2 separate regions of the Rattus norvegicus genome follow, and region 1 is linked to region 2. The links are chromatin contacts, called in public Hi-C maps. All regions are on one chromosome and are shown on one strand. Each heading gives the region's core, a stretch centred on a gene start, on an enhancer-like site or on the middle of the called end of the contact. The rest is flanking DNA. Distances are from core to core; before and after follow the strand shown. Region 1 has its middle 14 kb from the start of Lrig3. Region 2 has its middle 120 kb from the start of Lrig3.

What was found. A called contact is a pair of places that touch in the nucleus more often than the background predicts.
Region 1: a Hi-C map of liver shows a contact between it and region 2, with 3 times the contacts expected there. The contact joins two enhancer-like sites. A contact is called at or near these places in 2 of 12 Hi-C or Micro-C datasets (kidney and liver).

The regions. Positions count from the first base shown.
Region 1 is chr7:63,684,644-63,691,604 of GRCr8, forward strand. No RefSeq gene overlaps it. Among named protein-coding and RNA genes, the nearest start is that of Lrig3, 14 kb to the right of the region's middle. Within about 2 kb of position 4,063, at least 2 of the 93 cell types and tissues checked have an H3K27ac peak or open chromatin away from gene starts, as enhancers often do. A contact at or near this core is called in liver, where this site is marked.
Region 2 is chr7:63,577,960-63,584,890 of GRCr8, forward strand. No RefSeq gene overlaps it. Among named protein-coding and RNA genes, the nearest start is that of Lrig3, 120 kb to the right of the region's middle. Within about 2 kb of position 5,317, at least 5 of the 93 cell types and tissues checked have an H3K27ac peak or open chromatin away from gene starts, as enhancers often do. A contact at or near this core is called in liver, where this site is marked.

The DNA of each region.
Region 1 (6,961 bases), core at 2,813-5,312, 110 kb after region 2:
GTTTTCGGAGAGAAGAAAGGTCCTTTCTCTTTCTTTTTAAATTTCCCTTTGTGATATTTCTAAAGCCCATTTCTTATGGTAGCCATGTACAGCCCCAAACATCAAGCAGTATAACTCAAAAGCAGAGTAAAATTGAGTTAGTATCACCATAAAATATAATAAATAACATAAAGCCAATATTTCAAGTTTCACCTTGAAGACTGTTTTTCTCCCAGGGCAATGCATAGCTTAGAAATCCTAAAATAATCCTCACTCACGTAGTTAAGATATGATTTCATCCTTCTAACTAGTAAAAGGGGCTGGAATGTTTTGAGCCACTGAAGGCTGAAGGCTCTTCTATAAAAAATAAGTCAGGAAACTCAGCCATTCTCTACCCAGTTGGAGCTGTTAAGGCTGCTGCTGATTTAAATCACTTCTTCAGAGCAACAAAGTTCCTACTTTAGTTTAGGAGGTCTTGGTTTCCTTTCTTTTGTTCACCCTGGTATTTCCTCTCTGAGTTTTCCAGAGAGAAGGGTGGGAGGTCAAGACTGGAGAGAGGAGAGAAACTCAAGACATTAAATGCACCCAACCTTTTAGTTTCTACCCATTTTTCTGCTGCAGGCGACGTGGTATTAGATGTAGCTTTTCAGTGCTTATTTCTGCTGAGGCTACATGCTCAAACACAGGAGTAGGAAACCAGCCAAGCAGAGAGAAAGTAGGTGGCTGGCCACTCTACTTATAACACTGTCACAATCTGGCCAAGAAAATACTCAAAGTCATAGTGTTTGTTTAAAGGTTAGGTATTCACAGATGTGTTCATTTGTACTTTTGTTACCTGTCACTTTCTTTGTGCTAAACAACATTATAAGTGCATTGAAAACTTTAAGTCCCAGCAAGCCCCTTAGGATGCTGGTTTGAACTTAGTCATATGGGATTAGCACTATTTGAGAAGGATTAAGAGGTGTGGCTTGTGCAGGGAAGTGTGTCTCTTACGATGGGATTTTGAGGTTCTGAAAACCCATACCAGGGCCAGTTCTCTGGGTCTTGTTCTTTCTGCTGCTTGTGGATGAGGATGTAGAACTCTCAGCTCTTTCACCATCACCGTATGTGCCTCGGTAGAAGGCATGCTTTCCGCCATGATTATAATGGACTAAACTTCTGAAACTGTAAGCCAGCCCCATTTAACAGTTTCTTTTGTAAGAGTCTCCGTGGTCCTGGTGTCTCATCACAGCGATAGAACAGTGAGTAAAACACACTCATTGTAGAGATAGGAAAGTGGGCCTTGGAAGCAGTCGCCAAGTCACTGAAGATGAGATGTGAATGCAAACTCTTACCTGCCATGGACTGCACTGCCCCTTACCTCTCCACACCCTAAGCATCTTCTAATTGCATGTCACCAGCGTTTTCTCATTGTTTGCCAAATAACAGAAGTATGACCTATTCTTTCATATCTTTAACAGTGAAAACACTGTCCTGCTCTCCTTTGGAGCTTCCATGACAGAATTGTTGTGTTTTTTTTCTTCTATTTTGTGTTTGAGTAAACGTGAACACGATGCCAAACACTGGATGTAAAAAGGTGGCACGTGGCTCTTTTCAGAAAAATGCACAGATCCTAAGCTCTAGACCACGGACCACACCACTCAGTTTCCTTTTCAGAAATCAAAGAAATGAGAATCAATGCCAACGTCGAACTAATAAATTCTTTTGCCCAAGCAGAACACATTTTAGCAAATTAAGGAACAAGAATTCATAAAGTGGTGCAGCTCTGCCACTCCCGGGCAGAGCTTGAAGGACTCTTAAGTCGGCATTGCAAAGAGACTCGTGCACAGCCTGTTAATTGCTCTAGTAGTCACGATATCTGAGATTCGGCATCGGCACAGACATCCTAGTTCATAGGTCAAGGATCTGTGCCTTTTCCTGAAAATACCCAGGCATCACACTTCAGATCTGACTCTCGGGTTCATGGTCACCTTCTCAGTCTTTTCCTCCTTCTCTTTTTGTTCATCTCTAAGCACACACCTGCATACAGCCTTTAGGTGCGCTAGGCACTTGGGCTCACAGACTGGAGATTGGGCTTTACAGACGATAATTAACTTGGAAACAGTCTTAGTATCGTCTCAGTAACAGCGAGGAGCAGACAGCAAAGTCTCACCCACATTAGCTCTCGGACCTTTAGCCATCAGTCCCCCATGTTTCTTCCTTAACCCAAGAACGCACTCTGCAGTGAACACTGGGAGGAGGGTTGCCAAGCAGGACCCAGAAAGATGTCCCTCACACAACCTGAAGTAGCTACAGATCTCACACAGCCGAAGGAGTCAGAAGAGAAGAAAGGATCTCACCTCACACCAAACACGACTGTTCATTTTCTGGTGCCAATTGCTGTGCCATTTTTTTCCCCCTTCCCTGGGAAATTTCTCTCTTCAGTGAAAATTCAACAGTGAATCACGGAGACCCCACAAGGAGAGACTTGAGCTCTGTGCTGGAGAACACCTGCGAAGAGGGCCACCAAGGCTGTTCTCCTGCAGACTGGGTCTGCTGGGCACAGAGCCATACCCTCCGCTGGGCCAGCCCTGACCCGGGTTACTGGAAAGCCAATGATTTGCTTTAATCCAACCCAAATAAGAGCAGGCGACGCTTTAAAATGTTTAATGAAAAATGTACTCCTACCTTTGACCTGGGCTATTTTTCTTCGAGTATTTAAAATTCAAACACACACAGGGAGCCTATGCTTTTATTTCAAACCAGAAAACCACCCTCACTGCCTTTGACCACCACCCATCCCCCTAGTTTAATTTGTAGTCTGGCTTATCGTACATCGTGCTCTAGACTTCCACCAGATGTGACGGCAACATGCAAGAACTCAGTATTTACTTGTCAACTAAAAAACACATGAAGTCCTGGCTTTGAGGGTTGGTGACTTTCGCATCCATATTTTTTTTTCAGTGCCTGGGAAGAGTTAAGGGAGAGGTCTTGACATAGCTGAGTCTTCTTTATGGAACACATTGCCCACAGCTGTGGTGAAGCAGCCGTCGATTAAAGTCCCAGTGACTTTAATCTACCTCAGTGACATCATTGCTGAATTTCAAATAGAATTCGAATGTGGGAAAACAGTTGCTTCTCAATTAAAATTATCCCCTGACTGATTTTTAAGGTCAGGAGGGGAAACTGGAGGTTTCCCAGTTTCACTCGTGTGCATCTGTGTTGTCACCGTCTAGGATATTCTATGTGTAACGAGGCCCTGCTTCTGCATTAACATAACACAGGCACTCGGGTCCATGTTCACCTCCTCAACTTTTTTCTCCCTATCTTTTGGTTCATTTCAGGACACTTGTCCCCACACAGGTAAGCCCACGGCCCTTGAGCAAGCAGGCCGTGCTAGGTGTGAGGCACATCTCAAGGCAGTAATAGGAAAAAACTTTCCCCTGGGTCCAAAGTACAAGTTGATGTTCCTTAGCTTTTCGGAGACAGGAGTTCCTCTCCCGTGAGGACATTGTCCTCTGGGTATGGTAGAACACTCCTGTGGTTTCAGCAGTTGAGAGGCTAAGGCAGTGATGGAGACTTTGGGGTCCCTGGGCTATGTAATGAGACTTCGTGTTAAAATAAGGAGGGAAACGTTTTTCCATCTGGAAATGTGAGGGTAAGAAGCTCCTGGTCCCTAAAGCCTCAGTTACTGTCCATCGGGAGTCTGGTGGAATTATAAAGACAGGGCAGAGCAGAGCAGGTGGACAGTGGCTGACAGGAGACTGCATTGACAGAGGAAGGCAGAGTTGTGAGTGTGGAGTCCCCGAGGCTGTCAACTCTGCTGTTTACTCTCTGGTATTGATTTGTCTCGGGATAAGCTGAAAGTCACCATAGTAGGTACCACAGGACAAAATTAACTTTCTGTTTATCTTCAGGATAAAATAAACCCCTTTTCAATGAATCAGAACGAGATGGCATTTGCCGTCCATCCTCAAACAGGAGTTTTGTTTGGGTGTGAGAAAATGGCTAAAGAAAAGAAGTGTTCCGGGCAGGATTGCCCATACTTTAGAGCAGCCACATCTGAGTGAGGAAGGACTGGTCTCTCAGAGCAGAGGCCAAAGATCCTGAGTTCACCAAGGCACTGGTAGGAGGTGTCCAGTGGGCGCTCTGTGTGCCAGCTGAAGGGATTCAGGTAATATGTAAGTCTTGCCAAATAGAGGGACAGCCTTCATTCTGGATATGAAGTTTCAGAAGAAGACAGGACCAAATGCCTACTCCTTTTCTTACGCTCCAGCAAGGACATAGGAAATAAAATATACATCCACACATGCAGACGTGTGCTGTGCCTTCGGTTAACTCTAATAAGCAAAGAAAATTAAGTAGGGTATGAACTACAGGTTGGTTGCCTTGTAGGGAGTGGAGGGAGAGGAGATGAGTTTCCAGGAGAAAGTTTGATCAGGGACCCTCCTGAGGAAACAATGAAACCAGAGGCTATCAGGAGACCGTGTAGAAAGCAATAGAAACTTATCTTGGGTAGAAATGATCTTGGCATGTTCTAGAAATGAAAGGAAAGGAAACCAAGGGTTTTGCCATGGCAAGGTTCCCGAGGGAACCTGATAGATCACCATGAAGCCTGTGGAATTTGTTGCAAGTGTGACTGTTGCTGTAAAATTATAAAAAAATAAAAGGCTGTCTTTTACCCCCACTAGGTCCAGCACCGCAGTGCCCCAAGATATCTGCTAGATATCTTAGCAGAAATACACATCCTGATTCCGTGGTGGCCCAGTGTCTCTAGCCGCCACCCATTTTCTTAAACTTAAATCGCTACATGAAAGAACATACAACACAATAACCTCTGATCCAGTTGATAAGATATAATTGCCCACCTAAATATACAAGGCCCTATACACGTCCCTCCCTTAAGAACATTCAAAACAATCTGTAAATACACAGAGTGGAATCTTAACGTCAGCCTCCATGTTCCCTCCAAGGCTTCTCCTGCAGTCTCTTCCTGTCTCCAGTCTCTTCCGTTCCAGTCTCTTACTCTTCCTTCAGACTTTTCTCCCGCCCATTGTTCCTCCTCATCCAATGACAGGCCTCATTCTATCTTGTTCCTGCCTTCACCTGTATGACAATCCTACATGTGAGAGTGCCATCGGAGGATAATGAGCAGGGACGTGGGGGGATCTGTTTGGAGACGGAGATGTGGGTTGTTCTGTGAAGTTACAGGGATTTCACAGCAGCACCAGCAGTGGATCAAGAGACTTCCAGGTTAGCTCAGTTGAAATATATGGCTGCTGGACTTGGGTGGTGAGAGTACGCAGCTGTGTAACAGCTGGCTAGAATCTGCATATATTTTAAAAGCAGAGCTAACAGGACTCCCCGCTGTGAGAGGTGAGCGGCAAACTGTGATGGAATGGGAAGCATGTGGGTGAGAGTTATGGTAAAAGAGGGAGTCTCTGTACAATACTACATACAACCTCTTGAGGCTGAGTATTCAGAGGTTGACAGGACCTGGCTTCCAGAGTATAGGTAACTAAGGCACACAGCACATCTCTAGTAAGAAGCCAGCACACGCATCATCCATACCATCCCTTCAGAGGCTCAGGGATGACAGAATCTGTCAGTGCCAGAGCATGGGGTAGTGCACTGTGATCAGAACACAGGTCATAACAGTGGTGGACAGTGTTAGACAAGTCAACATTTCCAACATTTTGTCATGGAAAGGGAAAGGGCTCGTGAGTGCCCCCCACAACCACTTCTCCGGGAACTGTTGGGTGTTAATGGTTGCTGGGAGGAAAGAGGTTGTGATTTTTTCCAAGTTGTAGCTGTTGACAAGTTGCTCAGGCCCTATTAGATAACCTCCCACACATGCTCATGGGAGCAATTTGACTTGAACCCAGTCCTCTCCCTCTTTGCCTTTCATACCTTCAACACACACATTTAAAAAAAAAAACAAAACTGAACATGGGAGGAAGATGTGTTAGGAAGAAGGGTTTCAGTGGAAGAGAGCAGGATGGACAGGAAGGTATAATGAGATGTGGGGGAAAAAAGACTAAAAATCAGTATATAGGTTTATATAATTGCCTATGGGTAAAAGTCCATAAGTAAGTGACTAAATAAATAAACGGAGCAAGATACACACACACACACACACACACACACACACACACACACACACACTGGAAAGTATTGGAAAGCACACACCAGGATCTCCTGACCTATATATTTGCCACACTTTTAAAATGAGCACTTCTGTTTGCCATTCACGTAATAGACAATTGGATGCAGTGGCCTACGGAGGTACCTAACTCTTTGGCGTTGACTGATGGAGCAAATTAGTTTGTACCACAGCAATTTTCTTATAGTTATTTAGCACATAAATATATGACGAAGGGGATTTCCAATAATCATATTGGAAAATAACCTTCCATATGCTTTTCCGCCCAGATTCCCACACTGGTTCGAGGCTACTGTAGTTAAGATAGAACGACTGTGTGTCCTTTCTTTACTTCTTCCAATTTATCTACATTCTTGACCGAGCTGGGTGAGAAGAGAGAGGAGCTTCAGGAGCGCACAGCACAGTTGAGAGCACCATCTGTCACCCCTCAAAAGAAATCTCAGGTCTACAGAGAAGGAGACGCCATGCCTCAAGTGTTCCAGGTCCCTGAACTCTCCACATAGAATCTCTCACAGAAGACTGGAGGAGTCAGATGCTGTTTGTGTTTGAGACACTTCCTCTGTCTGATGTTGGAAGCACCCGAGGCCCACAGGAAAAGCCGTCATCTGTGAGATCTTCGGTTGTGCCCTGTGCTCTCTGTCCCACGGCTTAACAAGCCAGGGTGAGAAGTGAAAGCCGTTTCAAAGAGACACTGTCCTAAGCCTCTGATTCTTGAAAAATATTGGGATTTACAGGAGTTGGTGACTCCTAATCTCCGATTTAGATATGCAAACTGTGTCTTGAGACACCAGCGTCCTCACCAAATACGAACTGCTTTAGGATATCTAAGCCATTTTTAAA
Region 2 (6,931 bases), core at 4,067-6,566:
TCCTCCCTACCATTTTCTTTCTCTCTCATTAAAATCACGCACATCTTTCATCATTTTGTTCAAAATTCCGACTCTTCATCTCATAGTGTTAAGTGGAAATCTTCTGATTAGAACACTCGGAGAAAATCTGCACATCAAGTATCCAGCACTTAAAGAAGCTTAAACCAGATTGTATACTAGATATAATTACATTGAGAAATGCAACTTTCATTATAAGCCACAAAGGAGAATTTCTTTGAAAAATGCCCATTCTAGATAACACATATACACACAATAAACTTTGTTTAAAGCTTAATTTCCTGCAGATCGACCTGATCAATTCAGAGGATCTTGTTTTCTTCTTTATCCTTCCATCCTTCCCTTCTTCTTTCTGCCCAGGTAGCTTTAGAGCAGTAAGAAATGGCTAAACAAACAAATAAACAAACAAAACCATCATGGATACCTAACCAGAGAGATCCCTCACCTCTCTACCCTCTTCAGCTCTGTTCTAAGCTATGCCATTTCTCATAATCTTTAGGTGAAGGCTATTTTCTCCCCTATATCATTGCCAACGGTTGCTTCCCTGGCTCTGATATACTTAGTTGTCCATGGCCTAACTGATAACTGTCAGTTTTGCCTTTTGGCTCACCTCTCTGGACACTGGGATTTCTTCATGTCCCAAATACCATGCACAACCCATAGGAAACCAGAGTTGGGAAAGGGTCATCATGAACTCTTACAAATCAAGTACACGTAAGTCACTAATGTCATTTCTGCCTTTCTGGAGTCATTCCATGTCACTGTTAGACAAGATTCTCAACCATCCAGAAACAATCAGGTCAGTCAAAGCATGCTTGTGTTTATGATACGTTATGTTTTGCCTATTTGAGGAAACACTGTCCCCACTAGAAGAAAGATGTGTTCAAACTGTGGCTAACTTTCCAGATTATCCTACTTTACAAAGTACTCTTCAAAACTTGAAAATCTGCCACATTTTCCTATGTTCAATTATTCAGTACTGACTTTTTTCTTCTTTAGCTCTTTCAGAAGAAGAAATGTATAAAGATTGAGCCTGGATTAAGAAAGAAGCTATCACTTGTGTGTTGGAGCTAGAAACTATGAATGTTAATAAATGACTATTTGGGGATTAGGGTTAATTCCACTAAGACTGAGTGAATTACAGAGGTTGGGTAGTAGGAATGGCTTAAAGCCAATATAAGCTTAAATTATATTTATAAAATCATAATACCTAGGGGTAGTGAGATGGCTCCGCTGGTAAAGGGCATCTATTGCAAAGCTTGCAGATTTGAGTTCCATCCCAGAGACACATACAGTGGAAGGAGGGAATCAACTCCCACAAGCTGTCCTCTGACTTCCATATGTATGCAATGGCATGTGTGTGCTACACCAAAGTGCAATAAAAGTGTTTAAAGGGTGCTACATATATGTAGAATTTAATAGCTAATATCTATTGAGATTAGCATGCAAACAGAAATATGTGCTATATTGCTATAAACACAAGAGCTTTTCCTCTCCCACGAAGCAAGCAGAGCAGTGATGTAAGTCTATGGTCTACCATAGACTACTACATCTAAGCAGTACCATCTAAGAACAAACTCCTGTTTCCTGGTGTCAGCATCCTTGGCACATCTTCATGGTCACATGGAAGGTTCTACACTTTCAAGAATCTTGTCATCCACCTAGACAAATGTAGGATAAATAATCCTCTCCTAGTAAGTTTGCACCTTTTTCTTCAGGTAGAGATGTTGATAGAAACATCTGCATGCATATTACTGTTTAGGAATGTGCTGGAAGTTCTGCCCACCCCCAGCTTCCCCACAGCTGTGGAGAGGTGGGTTTAGAAAACATTCACTTTCTTGCCTTCGTAGGTAAGAGATGCAAGGAAAAGAGAAGGTTATAAATTTTTTCTGGTATTTTTATTGATTTTCGTTTTGTTTTATTTTGTTTATGATAGCCTAGATACTCTTGAAATAAAGTACTCAATTTTGAGTTTCTGTCTTCACAAGAAACACATGACAGGACAGGTGCTGCACAGGAGAAAAAAAAATTAGCCTGAAGAAAAAGAATTTGTAGGAAAGGACATCTGTCTGGAAATACTTGAAGGGCTGCTGTAAGAAGGCTTCTCTTGAATTGTTTAAAATACAGAGCTGGCACTGGAAAGCAAAATGTATTGGGGGATACTTCATAGTCTATCTTAAAATCAGCACAGTTGCTCTCAAGAAAAATAAGCAGAGTAAGTTAGAGAGAAGCGGTCATATGGAGAATAAAACCCAAAGCCACACCTGAATCTCCCATCTTTTCGCTCTCTGCCCCTCCTTACGTGTGTCACCTCTCCCTGTACACATGTCTGCAGGTGCTTCACTTGCACATTCACCGAACTCTTCTTCCTCCTCACAGAAATCCCATACTAAATCCATCCCCTGTCCTCCAGCTCAACGTTCACCTCAAGCATTTCAGAAGGATGGATTCCCATAGCTCAACAGCTCAATCTCTTGTCCCTAGTCCAAGGTTCTGAGAGGAAAACATCCTGTTGGAGGAGCAAAAGTCTTTTGTCTTCCCTTGCTTTTATCAGATGTGCCCAGGAACAATAAGAATACATACCGCTTAGAGCTGTCCTTATTTATACAGTGAGCAAGAAAGGCTTTCTCAAAGCAAGGCTTACTGAGAGAAGCAATGGTGTGGATACACTCAGTGTTTCCCAGGCTTGCCCTCCACCCTTCGTCTCCCTCTCTCCTGTCAAATTCATTTCTCTGAAAAACAGGTCTGCTTATATCTTCACTGAAGTATTCTCGAATATCAAAGACCAGACTTTGTAAAATGCTGCCTGCCACACAGTGTCCTCTATAATATACTCTGTTTATTCCTATAACTTTAGGTTTCATTGTTTCCCCCTTCCGATGAAGCAAACCATTAGGCTATCCTTCTCATGGTTTACCTAGGTCAATCCCAGTCTTGCCTGTCGTGTTGGTATAATTATGAGAAACTGCTTCCTTTACTCTATGTCCTGGTTTAGATGATGAAGGAGCATTAGTCCTTCAGTCTGAACATTATTTCCTCATCAAATTTACTTTCTTCAAGCGCAACTGCTATTAATATCTAGAAAGTATGCCAACATATTTTTTATATCAAAAAGTCTACTGACCCAATAAGATAATACCTTCTTCCTTCCTAACTCATGCAGCATTTTAATTGTTTCTCATCTGCATTATTTCCATTGAAGCTGTTATAATTTATTGTAACTGAAACTTGTGACTACCCTTGCTTCCACTCAGACAAAGCAGATTAGTAACGAGAAGGGGTCTTGTACGGAAGGAGGTAAGGCTGTGCTGTGTTTGGTGTCTGAGCAGCCGCGGTGCTGCAGGAGGCTCACTTTAAAGCACTGTGTTGATGGGGGAAACCCCCAAGAGCTCAGCCTAAAGATGAACTCAGTGGTTGTTACTGGAAATGGAAATGAAATCTTTTCTTCCTTGTTCCCTTCCTCCGCACGTCAAGGTTAGCATGGGGGAAGGGTAGACCAGCACAGTGGACACATCAACCAGCCCCACCTGAGGAGAGCGGTGGTGGCTTTGAGTCCAGTGTTTCATTTGGCCACCCTGAACTTTCTCACCAAATGTGCAGACACATTTCTGGTACCCAAGCAACATCACTACCTAGTTATAGAGACCCTCAAGACAAAGAGGCTCGACCTTGAACCCTGGCTTTGCCACAGATAGCTCTGTATCCAGGGGAAATTCTTTACTCCTTGCAAGTTCATCTCCTCACACAAAAACCAAAAGCATGATAGCATAAATCCCACAGAGTGCTTCTGAGAGCTGAAGAATGTATGTGTGTTGTGGTCTTTGCATGTTAAGTGTCTGTTTGCATGTTTCATTATCATTTGGCTTTCATTCCATGTCCTATGTGTCCCTGGGGGCCCATGGAATAAAGCCACAGATTCAGGAAGTAGTCCTTCAGAGTCTGAAAGATAGGTCTGCGCTCACATACATAAGGCCCACTGATTTCTTTCTTTCTTTTTTAAGATTAAAATTAATAGTATAAAGTAGAAAAGAAATCATGGAATCATCTTGAATATGGTAGTTTTCTTTTTATGATATATTCAAATCACCTTTATTTGGTTTTGCAACATTATATTATTTGAATATATTGTTTCCCCCAAAAACACAATATCAAAAAGGTTTTGTTGAGATATTTATATTTTACCTTTCTCAGGTGCTCTTGCTGGTTAGCTACACGAGCACAACAATTTTCATGATTATTACCTTACCGGTAAAGACTAACTTTTATCTGCCATCAGGTGGTTTGCTGTGAACTTCTGAATGCTCAAGGTAACCCCCACCTTTGAGGAGATCGGTAGGTAGTTCCTGCAGTCATCAGAAGGACATTCTAATTCTTTTTTTTTTAACTTGAGTATTTCTTATATACATTTCAAGTGTTATTCCCTTTCCCGGTTTCCGGGCAAACATCCCCCTCCCCCCTCCCCTTCCTTATGGGAGTCCCCCTCCCAACCCTCCCCCCATTGCCGCCCTCCCCCCATAGTCTAGTTCACTGGGGGTTCAGTCTTAGCAGGACCCAGGGCTTCCCCTTCCACTGGTGCTCTTACTAGGATATTCATTGCTACCTATGGGGTCAGAGTCCAGGGTCAGTCCATGTATAGTATTTAGGTAGTGGCTTAGTCCCTGGAAGCTCTGGTTGCTTGACATTGTTGTACTTTTGGGACATTCTAATTCTTAATGGACCCTTTCAAATGTCTGTCACTAACTAATCCCCATGACCTATGTACCTGTCTCTAACCATCCCTGCACTGAGCCTTGGATGACTGGCGCCTGAGCCGGACTACTCTGTCTTGAAAAGCTGAGGTGAGGACTACTTCCCCATGAACTGTAAGACAAAGAGTTGATAGTTTGGGCCAACACGAAAGCCTCTGGGAACTGACCAACCACTTTTTTTCTTGTCAATCAAAAGTGGCTGGGCAGAAGGGAAAGTTCAGGTACAAAGTCAAAGAGATCCAGCTTGTGGAGCTGAAAGTGTCAAAGGTCAAAGTGCCAGCTATGGAATGTGGCCTGGACTGTTCCCTCCCCCCACAGCCTACCCCGCCACCACCTGAGTACATAACTGGATCAGTTACCTAGCTATTGAGTGCGTGGAACCCTCTACTTGGTGGACAGTTCTTATATTAGAGTCCAGCGACGCCATTTTCTTCATGTAGAATTGCTATGTCCATTACTTTAGGTTGGCACCCTATGTACAAAAGTAAAGTTTAACTCAAACGTTATATTCTTTGTCAAATTTTCAAGAGTGCCTTGCACACATTAGCAGGTTCAGTGGTACCTGTTAATCATTAGCACTGTTCGGCATCAGAACAGAAGGTAAATACAACGTCCCAGGAGATATTTGAGCAAATTCTCATTAACGAGTTTGTACTGCAAATTAGAAAAAAAGTTTAATAAAACATCTGTTAGTGAGCCATAGCAGGGGAAAAATGAACTTGAATACGTCCAGAATTGCTTCCAAAGAAATGCAGGCTCTGTGTTCCAAAGGTTAAAGTATATAGCATTTATGACATGGAAACTGTATTTTTAGAGAGAGTCGACTTAGTTGAAGATTCTTGAAAATGAAATTCAGGCAGTGCTCTGCTTAATGGAGAGCCTTTTCTTAATTTTCTATGGATTTTAAAAATTATATAATTGCAAATGTTCATTAGGATATAATTAAATAGCTCTGTTTCCCTAGTTACTAATATGTGCCAGGGTGCTGCAATTACCCAAGTAATTATGAAAGGAAAATATATGACTTGGCAAGCTTAGGAGAATTACTCTAGATACAGAGAGGCTCCGCTTTGGAGAAAAGACATTAAAATACAGCAGAGGGAAAAAAGACAAAAAAAATAACATAATCGGATGGGAATATTATATAATGGCTCGTGGTACATAGAAATGCCCACTCTTGATTTTTATGGGTGTATAGAAGAATACAATGATATTTGCTCAGCATCCGCAGAGGTCCAAGTCTGAAGATGTCCAATGCCCTTGGCTTCTTTATTGTACCTCTGATTTAGGCTAGTTCATGGCTTGGCCTCAAGTTTACTTATGGCGACTAATGTGATCTTTACATTATATTTTATTTTATGATATACTTAACAATAAGTGGAGCATAATTAAAACTGTGTGAGATCGAGGGAAAATGCCCAGAAACTAAATACCTTTTAAAAAAATGTGTTCTTTGCATTTAATAGCATCTGAACTATTTAAACAGCTTAAATTAAATTAAAGTTAATAGAGTTTAATTAAAGTTATAGTCAAAGGAGAAATATCCTCTCATAAAAAAAGAGAGTGTTGTGCTGGGTCGTGGGCATGTTTTCTTACCCGCTTTTGGTTTATACAGTGTTACATACATCCAGCCAACCACGAGTACTGTGTGGAAAAGAATCTTCCACTGCCACAGGTAAAATTTCCTGTTCATGAAAAACCTCAAAGATAGCCTGATCTGCCCAACCAAAACCGGGTTGTTTCATGGCCAAGAGTGGGAAAGCAGAATTCTCACATCAGCGATAAACGCTTGGGAAGAATTCACAGGGAGGAGAAGAGCCTGGATAGCCTGGGTCCGGAACATGGAGGAGAAGAGCCTGGATCCTGAGCACGTGGACAAAGACACTGCTTCCTGAGGCAGGTGAGGACTTGCCTCAGACTTTGTTTTTTTTCCCTGCATGTCCTGCTGTGGTGGATTCAGTTCCTCCCTGGACAGGAGCCAGTTTCTACCAGAGAGGCAGAGGAGAGTTCAGGAAAGCAAAAGATGCTTTGAGCCAGCAAGATGAGCTGGGTTGAAAGTGAGCAACATGGATCTCTGTTTAGCTCAGGCTCTCTCTCCCCTCCCCCTCCTCCCCTCTCTCCTTCTTTCTTTTTTCTTTCTTTTGAAATGGTGTCTTGCTATGGTA